Regions from separate parts of the Anser cygnoides genome. Here all the other regions are linked to region 1. The links are chromatin contacts, called in public Hi-C maps. All regions are on one chromosome and are shown on one strand. The core of a region is the stretch at or near the end of the contact, and the rest is flanking DNA. Distances in the headings are between cores, read along the strand shown.

Evidence for each region. Hi-C and Micro-C count contacts between places; a contact is called where the count stands out from the background.
Region 2: a Hi-C map of liver shows a contact between it and region 1, with 1.8 times the contacts expected there. The contact joins two enhancer-like sites. A contact is called at or near these places in 2 of 7 Hi-C or Micro-C datasets (both in liver).
Region 3: a Hi-C map of liver shows a contact between it and region 1, with 19 times the contacts expected there. The contact joins two enhancer-like sites. A contact is called at or near these places in 2 of 7 Hi-C or Micro-C datasets (both in liver).

Annotation. Positions count from the first base shown.
Region 1 is chr1:37,315,100-37,319,310 of Taihu_goose_T2T_genome, forward strand. All of the region lies in intron 1 of MSRB3 (methionine sulfoxide reductase B3), which reads left to right. Among named protein-coding and RNA genes, the nearest start is that of MSRB3, 14 kb to the left of the region's middle. Within about 2 kb of position 2,087, at least 1 of the 3 cell types and tissues checked has open chromatin away from gene starts, as enhancers often do. A contact at or near this core is called in liver, where this site is marked.
Region 2 is chr1:37,490,515-37,494,725 of Taihu_goose_T2T_genome, forward strand. No RefSeq gene overlaps it. Among named protein-coding and RNA genes, the nearest start is that of HMGA2, 44 kb to the right of the region's middle. Within about 2 kb of position 2,382, at least 3 of the 3 cell types and tissues checked have open chromatin away from gene starts, as enhancers often do. A contact at or near this core is called in liver, where this site is marked.
Region 3 is chr1:37,446,437-37,450,647 of Taihu_goose_T2T_genome, forward strand. No RefSeq gene overlaps it. Among named protein-coding and RNA genes, the nearest start is that of HMGA2, 88 kb to the right of the region's middle. Within about 2 kb of position 1,710, at least 2 of the 3 cell types and tissues checked have open chromatin away from gene starts, as enhancers often do. A contact at or near this core is called in liver, where this site is marked.

The DNA.
Region 1 (4,211 bases), core at 837-3,336:
TTCTCTGCTCGGAGGTAGTGTCTTTCTCTTACAAATCACTTCTCTGTTCTTGGATACCTGCTCTAATGTGAATGCAAACTCACAGGCACACAAAGTACTGCTTCCTTACTTAGCGCATTTTCTTCTCAGCTATTGAAGTCGGTGAAATCATCCTGAGTTGTGAGCAGCAGTTTCAGAATCTGGCTTGTTTTCCAAGGTTTTAATGGATTACTGGGTTGAAAAAGATGATTGTAGCCTGCAGGAGGATTGAAAACTGACTGCAGGAATCTCATCTCTGTTAGGTGGCGCTGTTAAAATAATGAATATTGACAATATTGCTGCTGAAACATCCCAGCTAGGATATAAAAATGAGACATCAATAGCATTACCAGATCAGGCCATGTTTCCCCATTTTAGGTCAGAAAGAGAGGGTGTTGGGAGCCCTGGGGCAGCGGGACCCCCTGCGCCCCATCCCGCCTGCCCCTCTGCTTGCTCTGCAGCACGGGGAGTAACTTCAAGTTTAAAGCTTGACATTTCCTGGTTTTCCACTCAGATATTATGGGATATGGCAGTAACGACCTCTTTTATCAGGGCACAACGTAAACTTCCTAAAAGTAGACTGGATTGACGTTCAGTTTGCACATTCCAGAGCAAACAGCTACGGAGAACGTGCTTTAATTGTGAGTGTTAAAAGTGACGTGGGAATTCAGGCTGAGCACTTCTGACTGCTGTGGCTTTAATTGAGAAGCTGGTATTTTATGAGGGGAGTTGGAAATAAAGCTATATACAGACAAGTGTGCAAGTTAAATGCCACAGTTCCTTTGCATACTTGTAAGGCTAACACAATTAGTTTCTTCTAAAAATATTTTATGCCTCTTTAGTAAGCCTTTGAGAAGGTTATATTTATAATTCTCTTTATGATGTTTTGCTGCATGTTGTTAGCTGCTAATTACTGAAGTATGTTGCTCTAGATCAGGGAGCTTTTGCAACATGTGTTAATGGCAAATCAGGAACTTATGGAGACGCCCTCAGTTTGCATTATCAGTTCATACACAAGCACATGAAAATGCAGAGCCTAAGAGCCCTCTTTAAAGGTGAGTTTCCAAAGGTTTTGTCAATTGACTTCACGGTTTTGGACAGGACAAGAAGGGATCTTCACCGAGGTAGGAAGGCACATGTATGTAAGGAGAGTACTTTGGCATGGAGAAAGGCTAGCATAATCCCTCCAAAGTTGAGGGATTTGGAACTGTATGGGGGGTGAAAGACCAGAGACCTTCTGGGATCAGCAGGGGGAACGGGAGCTCATCCCTTCTTCCTCCAGTAAATGACTGGCTGACCTCATCGCCCTCCTCAGAAGCTTTCCTGTGTACCATTCTCCTGCGTGGCCGGCAGTCCGGTATTGGATATTGGATCAGACTCCATTAAATATCTCTCTACAAGCTGCTAAACATTGCCTTTGCCCCCCATCCCCCCTTGGCACATACCGTGACAACCTGAGACATCTAGCTCAAATGGTAAAGACTCCAAAAACTCTGGGATGCAATGGAGGGAGCAAGAGAGACCAAGGGCCTTTGGCATTTGCAGTGACTGTGTTAAGGGAAAGTGGCTAGGGACTAAACAACTGTTTTGACCCAGAAATCCTTGATACACCAACAATTTTGCTCATATGGTGCTTTCGCAGCTGCATTTCTTGTTCCTGCAGTGCCCAATGGTTGTGCTGTTCTGTCTGCTGAGTTTGACTTGGGTTTAAGTAAGCAGGAGCCAAATTTGAAAATAAAAAATAAATCCAAATGGTAAGACCGGAATAAATGCATATATTAAATATTTCGCTAAGTTTTATCAGTGAAACGTTTGGTTATAGTTTGTTTGTTTTGGACTTAAATCAACAACAAAAGAAACCAAAACTTTTGCAAAGCAACTGTTAGAACTTACTGCTTGTCTGGAGAAACTTAACAAAACAAATACTAATTAAAATTAACTTGTTACTGTAACACTTGACTACAGAAACTTCCCAGGCCTTTACTGTCTTCTGACTTGTAGTTGTTAGGATTTCTCCAGTATGGCAGTATTTTTGCTCCTTTGCTTTGTCCAGTGACACTGAAATTCCTGACATAGGAGCCTGGCTCTCTGGCGAGCATGTAGGGATCTGTAATTGTTTCCTGTCCTCAAAATGGGGCCAGAGACTGGGGGGTGGGAGGGAGGGAAATGGGGAAAAAAAGTAGAAGTCTCACACTATCGAGGTCTCATTATTGGTGCAAGAAAAAAAGGTTGTTCCCTTAAGATTTGGTGTCCAGTTGCTTTACTGTTATTTTTTAATTTACTGCTAAAGGGCTGAAACTTCACGTTTTTCTTGTGAGAGCTGGGATTCTCATGTAATTTTAGGAATCTGGACTGGGGTTTTCAGGAGAAACACTAAACTAAACTAAATGCAGAAAAACTTAAAACAATAGTGTTATCAGCTCCTGAGAACCCTTGATGTTTCTCTTACAGCTCTTAAAAGCAACATGTGATAATATCAGAATTTTATCTCTCAAGTTGTCCTTTCCCCAGAGAAATTTTTCTAGCTGCAGACAGAGGTTGAGAAAACACAACCTGAGTACGTACAAAATGCTTCATTTCCGAAGGACAAATTTGAAAGACCTCCCCCCTACGTTATTTTTTAACAAATCTTGTTTATTTTGGGGCCTAACTTGTGATTTCCCAACATTTGCGATTGACGATCTAGGTCTTGAAAGCGGGCAGTACCTCCCCATCTGTCAACAGTGGGATGTCAGCATCCTGCAAGGAAGGCTTTCCTGCAGTTATGATGTTTATAATTCTAGCAGAAGGCTCCCAAATCCCACCTCCTGATGTAGCGGGGACAGCAGTGGAAGAGCCAGTGGTGTCCTGGCTGCTGGGGGCTTGTGTTCAGGGCTGGGACAGACCTGTTAGGGATCAACACCCAGGCTTGTCAGTTTTGCACTGGGCTCTTCTTGGAGCATTTAGCCCACCGGGAAAGCCTCACGTTACAGCGCCATCATACAGGGCTGTGGCAAGCAACTTCAGCTGTGGTGTGGGGCCTTTGCTTGGCCCTGCCGAAGTCCAGGTGGATGTGGGACATAAGTTTAAGCCACCAACAAAGGTACTTCCAGGATGATGTTTCCTTCCCATGTTTGTCATGCTCTGGCTGTTCCTGTCAAAGAGATCCGCGGTGCAAACCCAGTTCCTAAAGCTGTTGAAGTATAGGGCCAAGCTTGCATTCACTGCAGGAACAGCGAAGCAAAGGTCTTACCTACAACAGCTACGTCACTGTTGTTCTCCATCAAAGCAATCTCTGTACCAAACCTTCAAACCAAATGCATCAGTCGTAATGATTTTGACTTTGTTCTTCTCTTTGCTGATTCTTTACAAGCAGTTTTTAATCTTGGCCTGTAAGCACCCTGCAGCAGGGATTTTGTTTGTGTATATGCAGTACCTAACGCCGGGAGGTCCCAGTCCTACTTGAAACTACTGGGCACTGCTGTAATGTACAGAGTAAATGAAAATAGCGATCAAAATGTCAGCAATAAAAGAATAAAATACGTTAACTGCAATAAAATACTTTCATGAATGCTTAGTTATATTTTATTGGGCTTTCAGGACTTATATATCCTCCAAGTCTTTACGAATACTTGAGACTAAATAACAACATTTTGGTGAACACTGAAATATTTGACATTTTCAAGAGGTCAAGATCTATTTTATAATCCTTGGCAAATTCAAATCATTTCCTTTAAACTGTTTACACTTGAGGGAGTTATGATCCTGTTTACTTCTCACGAATCGGGAGGGGTGGAGAGGTTTTGGTCTGGAGAGGTAGATCCAGCAGCACGAAGTAGCAGGTTTGGCAGGCCTGATGGAGCTCGCAGCGGGAGAGATGAAGCACAGAGCGGGGATAATGCCTTCGTGTCTGCCCCGGGCTTCACCAGACGCCCAGCTGCATGGGGGACGTTTCACAGACACGTGTAGGGCTTCCTATAGGCAGGTCTGTGAGAGCCCAGCCATCCGGGGTAAGGTCTGGCTGCCCTTTGGTATTCTGGCCTCCAAAATAGCAGGGAAGGCTCCTGACTGGAAACAACATCCACAAAAAGTTACTGCACTGCCAGCTGCGGCAAAGCCAAGCTGTCACAAAGCTGTCTGCAGGAAACAAAGCTCCCGTTGAAGTGGCTGGCAGCCCGCAAGCCGGGCATGAGCGTGGGGCTATGACACAACGC
Region 2 (4,211 bases), core at 1,132-3,631, 180 kb after region 1:
AGAGAAGAGGAATAATGTGTGAAAGGAGTTGAGAGTGAAGACAATACATGCTTACATCATGAGCACAGCTCTCGTAGATATCCGAGTTACCCGAAGTGAGGTAGCATAAGCTCTCCCAGCAGGAGGCTCACAGCAGCAAGCAGCTCAATTGGGGTGGTAAAACCTGCTTCAGGCTGGCTAAGGGGGTACCTTGGGTGGTAATCTGTGCTGAGCAATGAGCTGCTGTGATACTACCACCAGCAGCACCTGTGCTGCTCATTTAAAACCTGTCCCTGAAGTGGTATTCAGGTGCCTGCGGAACAGGTACACCTTACACCTCTGCAGCAACAGTGAATCTTGTCTTGAAGAGAACAAGGAGCCTCTGTGGATGCTCTAAAGTATGTGATTGAACTTTAAACTTGGTTATTTTAAATTACAGTATTTCTACCTTCAGTAATACGGGCATTTAATACATGTTGTATATGACATCTTACTTGCAGTTAAATCACTGTAGGGTGAATGTATCATCTAAACCGAGACGTCAGCATGCATTTTCTGCGTGACTTGGTTACCTGCTATAACCTACACCCAGGCATGCAAGTGTATGCACGTACAGCAGATATATAATTATCCTTATACAAATACATGCATTTAACACAGGATTCTTATTTACCCTGTTAGCCTAATTAACTGCGAGGTCGGAAATACTGTTTTTACTAACACTTGGGAGTCATCAAATTAAACCTGCCTTAACATTTCCACTGTTGAAACCATCAACAAAGCAACAAACCCTAAAAGCGCCCTGAGAAGGAGAACACTCGTGGAGCAGGAGGCAGGGGAGTGCAATTCCCCTTTATATCACAGCTTTCTTCTCGACCCACTGCCGCTGCTCGGGTGGGTGCCTCTCACACCGGGGCCCCGTCGGATGCCCGGAGCCCGGAGCCTGAGTCAGGGCTTCCTGCCGCAGCCGGCCCGCCCCCGCGGGGCCTTACTCACCGGCCGGGCCGCCCCCAGCCCTGTCCCCTGGGCACCTTCCCTTCCCTTCCCTTCCCTTCCCTTCCCTTCCCTTCCCTTCCCTTCCCTTCCCTTCCCTTCCCTTCCCTTCCCTTCCCTTTCTTCTCTTTCCTCCCCTCCCCTCCCCTTCCCCTCCCCGCCCCGGTCCCGGCCGCCCTTTCTGGGGCTGCGGCGGTGGAAAGTAATCGATCTTGTTTAGGAGCCGGTGCGCGGCTAACACTTCCTGCAGTAATTTGTGACCGCGGCTATTGCCGGTGCTCGCCCCCTTCGCTCGCCGCCCCGACGCCGCGCAGTCTGCCGGGGAGGAGCCGGGCAGCCGGGCGAGGGGGCAGGGCCGGCGGGGAGGGGCAGGGCCGGCAGCGGAGGGGAGGGCAGGGAGGGGAGAGAGGGGAGGGGAGGAAATCCCCCTCCGCAGCCGCCTTCTTTGGAGGTCCCTGCAGCCCGGCACTGAGCCGCCTTTTTTTTTTTTTTTTTTTTTTTTTTTTTTTTATGAATGGGCTTGGAAGCCCGGTGACAAATTAAAGCGCTTTTCTTGGAAAAGCCAGCCGGCGTGTGATGGGTTCAAACCGAGTTTCAACAACAAATCTCCCCATTCAGCGCGGGCCAGGAAGGGAAGAGGTGCTTCCCCCCCATCCTCCCGCACGGCTGGGAGAGGATGGGATGGGATGGGATGGGATGGGATGGGATGGGATGGGATGGGGTGGGATGGGATGGGATGCGGTGGGATGCGGTGGGATGCGGTGGGATGCGGTGGGATGGCGGCGGGGGTCCCAGCCCCGGCACCCCGCGCTCTCCCCCTGTCCACTCGCCCTTTTACCTCCGCCCTCCCTCGGTCCGTCCCCTCCCGGCCCCTCGGCTGTCCCAGCGGCGGGGACACGGGCAGAGCCGGGGGCCAGACCCAAAGGTAAAGGCGTTGGTGCCGCCCGCAGGCGCTGCCGGCCCCGGTGCAGTGCGGGGCGGTGCGGAGCGCGTCCCCCCGCCCGTGTGCGGAGCCTGGGGAGGAGGCGCTTGCTCGCATCTCACCCGTCTGTGCAGCTTAATTTTTATTTATCCACCCTTTAAACGCCACCCCCTCCGCCCCCCCCCCCCGCCCCATACCGATTCCTTCCCGTTGCATTTTAAAGACCGAGGCCGTGCAAGTCGCCCCCCAGCCCCTTCGTCCCTAAACACCTCGGGTTATTTTTTTGCAAATAGCTCTCCCCGGCGAAGCGGAGGGCTCGGGGCGGGGGCTGCGAGTTTTCTGAATGGTGGCGAGGAGGAGCGTAGGGAAAGCGGTGATCCCTCGCCGCTGCCGAGCTGGCTGCCCCGATCGTGGGAAAGTGGCTGCACGTAAAGCAGCGGATTCTTTGTCCCTGTTGTTCTTCTGTAATCGATCTCACTTCAAGTCGAGGGGTGGAAAACTTCAAAGGCGGATCAGGCTGTTGGAGGTCGGGGCGAGAGCACAATCAGCTCGTAATGCACCCACTTTGCCTCCTCCCCCCCCCGCGCAGCCCCCCTCCTCCTCCTCCAGGAGCAGGGACTGGCTGGGCTGGGGGTGAGGGGAAGAGCCCTCCGATCCCTAAAGCACACCCCATCAATAAATAAAATGCAGACTTTGTGGAAAGAGGGAGGGAGGGAGGGAAGGAAGAGAGTTGGGGGCGTTAATACACCCAAGTCAAACACACAGGCTCCTGACTGCACTGTTAATGTCTCTCCTGTCTTGTCTAAATAGCTGCTTTCTGGTCATATATGGAAGAGTTTTCGCCTTTTTTTTTTTTCCTCTAGGTCAATTTTAGGACTGTGCAGTTTACAGTGCAAGTTAAAGAAAAAAAAAAAAAAGCTGCTTGGCAGTAGCCGAGGGTTGTCCTTCGTAGTTTGTAGTACAAAGCAATCTCCTATGGCATGCAGTTTGAGCAGAGGAGGGAGGAGGGAGCACGAACGGTGCCAAGACAATACACAACCGCTCTGTGGACATCTGCCATGTAGACCCAGCTGCGGCTGGGACTTTGGTCGGATCTGCCAACATGTGAAAACTGCGTCGAGGGATAGAAGGGATATCCGAAGACATGGAAATGTGCTCTTGCACTTGCATGTTGATAGACCAGAGGAGAAAAACTGTGCAACTATTTTCTGTTAACAGTGCTTCATGGCATTTTCTAAACAAGCTATTTGGGATAAGATGTCAGAAAACTGCATGCAGTCAGTACTAGATCCACCCCCAGATCTGCCTATCACAGTTGGTGTCTTGAAGCTTTTTAGTACTGTAAGCTGAATTTAACTTGATGTGATCGATGATTTTGTTCCTCTAAATGACTTACTGGTATGTCTTGATTCAACATTAAAATACACTTTGATTGTATCATGTGATTTTTCTTGGAAACTGTTGAATTCGGTGAGTAACTGCTTAGCAGAGATTAAGTTCCCCCCAGCCTCAGGTTGTGCCCACCTGGCAGTAGAAAAATGCATAAATAAGCTGTTGCCCAGGCCTATCTGAGCCTATTTTGGGATTCCCTTGCCGTGAAAAAACATGGTAGCACATTAGCAGGCAAGTAGCTGGAGCAAGCTATTTTGATGACTGGGTTGTGCCAGCAACTACAATTTCGGGTAGCCTCAGACAGCAGAGAGGTGAAAAGATAACTGCAAGTCAGTTTGGCATCTCCCATGCATTAGCTGTCAGCTGTCATGCTAGGGACAGGGTTTTAGCCATTCTGAAAGTTTTTTATTTCTGCTGTTGTTAAAAATAAGTAACATTTTAGCATTCTACACATATGAGACAGACCCTCAAATATCTTTCCACATGTACAGTCAGCAATGGTCACTTCCAATTCTGCAACAGTAAGATGGTTACTTAACATCGCGTGGGCACATAGCACAGGTGGAGCTCACAGTTGTATTAGGACATTGTGAAGCTCATTTCCATTCAACTAACTGTAGCCTTCCAGTTACTCACTTTTTGCATTGCAATTTTCTGGTGTTTGTTTGTTTGTTTGTTTGTTTTCCTCAGACTGAATTTTTCAGGATCTGTTTCAGTAAAAATGATTCATCTCTGCTTAAATACACAGAAAAATTGAAAATGGTAATGCTGTTGCCTATTGTTTTACAGCATAACCATATTCTCAACAGGGTTGTTTTTTCAGTGTTTTGGGGTAGAGACTTAAAAGTAGGCAGGAACCTCTGTCAATTAGGAACAAGCCTTTTAGTGACATGCTTGTACTTGGTGTGATCACTGGGGCAGGATT
Region 3 (4,211 bases), core at 460-2,959, 130 kb after region 1:
AGCCTGAGCAACATCTACCTGCTTTTCCCCTGTAGGTCATGGCCCCTGACCTTTTTATCAACCGTGTGGCTGGATCTTAGCCCTGGTTTATAACTAGCTCTTCTGAACCAAGGGGCCCAGAACAAAACAGACTACATGAGTTACGCTCTTGGAGTCAGTGGGACTGCTGGTGTGACTAAGTGCTCACCAACATGAGCCAGGGTCTCATGCCTGAGTCCCGAGCTGTGAAAAGGGGAATGCTTTATGTCACTGATTTACTCAGGTTCCCTCGGAACGTGTCCAAAAATAGCAATTTGCTTTTTTGCACAAAGCATCCTGTCATGCACTCATGATTAATTTATATACTGTCACTGCCTGGTCTCTTCATTACTGGGCTTCTCTCGTTTGGTATAGTATTTCTGCTGGTATTATTTCCCCCTAGCCTCCTGTGAACTGGAGTAATAACTGCAAATAAGCGATATTGCCCATATTGGCAATCCTGAAAGAAAAGTCAGCTTTTGTTTTTCCTCAGAAGACTTCTCTGAATGAGGAGGTCAGTTTTATGTGCTCAAACATATTTTCTGGGGAAGGCCATGGAGAAGAGCAAGGAGTGGGGGCTGCAGGGGAATTCTACCCTGGTACTTGTCAAGTTGAACGTTGTTCACACTGGTTGGGAATCACTCCCCTCACCACTGCGCATTTCACTAGGGCTATATCATGATGAACACACAGTCTTAATACCTGAAAGAATCACCACCCATGTTGGGCCAAACCAGCTCCTCACAAAGGCAACCATAGATTTGTTGATGACTTCGATGTGAATGGAAGCAAGACTTTCTCCACGCAATCAGTTTTATTCTCCAAGTGACATATTCTCCCTACATTATTTTGTTTTAAATATAATAAAAAGTTCCCTGTTGCTATGATTATCACTATTCTGAATTGGAAGTCATGTTAGTTTTATTTATTTTGGCTACAATGGTTGTGCTCCATTGTATTACTACTCTTCATGAGTTGTGTACGTATTATTTCTTGACTCATTACACCTAACGGGGAGGTGCAGAAGCCACCTGCCACAAACCACAGATGTGACCCACAGGTGTCTACAATTCACCCAGTGCCTTCCCTCTGCTCCACTGGTGACCCACAGAGCCACCAGAGCAGAGCCACTCCAGTCCCTTGGGCTGCCAACATCCACCCCCACCACGCCATTGTATTCAGGTCAGAAGTGGCCATTAAGCATCTGGCAGGTGGCCAACACTGTGCTTGGTTGAGCAATATTTGGGAGCTCTTGTATGTTGTTTATTGCAATTACCACTGGGTGAGCCCTGCAGAGTTTGGTTTGTTTGAGCTACTACAATCAAAGCTGCAGGGTTCAGTTTTCAGAGGTTAGCGCTTGAGCAACTTCTATATATTTACTCGGAGGTTCAAGATCTATTAAAAGGAACCATTCTGTTCTTTTGTCTCCTGTAAGCTGTATCACATTTGGCAGGAATAAAAGTACAATGGTCTCTTTGTACGTAATATATTGCCTAAAAAAAGGTATGTGATTGGAATGAAAGAAGTGCTGGCTGCAGTTACTGCCCGACTGGAAAGGGATGTATTTTCTCTGATGCAGAACAATTGTGCAAGCTGAAGAAATGGTACAAATCAATTGACTTATTGCACATAAAAGTAATGTTTGTACTCACAACTCTACTCATGTGACAGATAACATCCTGGTAAAAAGAAAGCACTTTACAAATCCAATGCACTAGCCATTATCTGTTGTGGCTTTCTTTTTCTTTTTCACATTTTTTATTTTATCCTGGACAGTGAAAATCAAAATCATCCTTGCTTTTTACAAATAGCCTTGTAAGAGCTCTTAGTGCTTGGGGATCTTAAAACAATACCCATTTGTTTCAAAATATTTTTTTTCAATTCACCTATAAAATCAAGGAACAGTGTATTTTGAAAGTTTAAAACATCATTTCTCATGAAATGCACATTTAACAGCATATCCCAATAATATTGACTAAGCAGATCTGAATGAATGACATACAGATGAGGAAATCTTTCTTCTTTTCTTTAGTTTCATGCTTCATTTCCACACACAGTTGTAGGACACGGGATACTGAGACTGGGATAATAGATTCAGTCTCTTCCTCAAAATTTAGGTATTCTATTTATAAATGAGAAACAGAGTATAGGACAGAACCTAGATTATCTCACTTCATTAAAAATACACCATTTACTAATGTTAAAAAACTACTGTTTGAAACAACTCTTTTCAGTGGTAATAAGAAAAGAGTTCTAAATATGAAAGAGGTCCTACCCCATGATTAATTGTGTCTTTTTAAAAAAAAAAAGATTATTCTACAACAGCTGTAATTTGTAGGTCACCAGTTTTGTCCTGGTAGATTTATAAAACCATGCAGTAGCTGAGCCAAGACTGTCCTACTCCAAACTGAAACCAACTTTTCCTTCTATGCTGAACGCTAGAATTGGCTTTTGCAGTGTGTTTCCCATGAAAATATTTTTTATCAGCTGTGCCAATTCAGAAAATAAATGGCATACATTTTGACTAAATGTAGTACATATCTCTATAAAGCAAAGTTAAAATAAATATGGAAAAATATTAAAATTGCATTCATTAAAGTTAGAATCTCTCTGAAATAATGATGTTGATGCAGGGATTTAATGTATTCTATGATTTAAGTTTTAACTCCTTATCTTTATTTCATCCAGCTTTCTTTCCCCTGGAACTTAGTTTTCCAAGGACACAAACTTTGAAATGTATTTGCAGTATCTTCAGTTATCTTTAGGGAAGTGTCTAGTAATTTTCAAGATGGGAAGCAGAAAAAGCAATTGGTTTTGATTGAAATAGGAACCAGACCTCCTTCAATACTTTTTTTTTTTTTTTTTGGATGAAGTTATTTTGAGAACGTTATGTTCACATCATAGACTAATACTGATTAGAATTTATTATTTCTGAGTTGATGAGTCCATAAAATTTCATTTCTCCATGTGGATGTTTGGGTTCCTCTTTTACTCTTGATATTTTCCTGGAAATTTTATTCACCTTCAAAAGTCCAGTCATTTCACCCCCAACTTTATCCTGGGTTTGTTCCTAGAATAATGTGTGCCTTTGATCTGGTGCACAGACAGTAAATAGTTATTTTCCATGCATTTTCCATTCAGTAATTGAGACTTTCTAAATTCCAGCAACATCAGTTTCTTTGCATTTTCCCATCTGAGTTGCCATATCAGCCCTTGCTGAGCTCTTGCTTCAAAACATCACATTGCATACTTCACAGTTGGCAAGGTCATATGTTGCCTATGAGAACAGGTATTTGTGGGTTGTGGTTCTTCTTACTGATTTCACATTGCCAAGCAAAAGCAGCGTAACATGATCCATAATAGTAGTCAATATTCAGAACTGGAGATTAATTTCAGATATAATTATCTCTGCAAGTGTACAGGCTGTCTTGCAGCAAACTCTTCACAAGCATTAGTGTCACCTACATGCTGTAATTATAATTGCCCTTCACTGGAAAAATCAGATTTTATTTACTGTACCAGCATACCACTTTCCTAGAAACTTCCTAGAAATATCCTTTACTACTTCAGCAGCACAACAGAATCTGTGAATTTGATTTGACTCTCTCTCAACCATTTAAAAACCCTGGGATCATATTCTGACTTCAGAAAAAGCAGTTGAAAAAGTTGCGGACAAATACTTCATATTTTCAACTTGTTCTGAATCATGGCTTCATAGGACAAGTTCTTGTTGGCAAGATAATATATTGCACTTAGCATTTTTATTAGAATCTTCCTGTTTTCCTCCTTCTTCTGAGAGTTCTGAAAACGAAGTATGTCACCACCATTCCTTGTGGTCTTTTGAAGAGTATCAACTGCTCCGTGATGACATGGGGAAACATGGTGCCGTTCAGATTTGTCTCAAGTCTTTTTCCAATTAGTGAATCCAGACTGTGTGAAAGCTTCCTCTGTGTGCTTCGTCAAAAGTAGTTTGCAAAACAGTAGCAACAAAGTACATTAACCCCATTAGCATAGGAAAAACAGGTCCACTGAAAAACACAAAACCAGGATAAGCATAAAGAAAGGCTTGTTTTTCTGAAGTCATGCACAGGAGAGCCCTAAGTCACAGCTGACGAGGTGTTCAATAGTGTCAGGCAATTAGCATTTGGTTCTTGTTGCAGATGACACTGGAGATGTGTCAGTCCTACAACCAG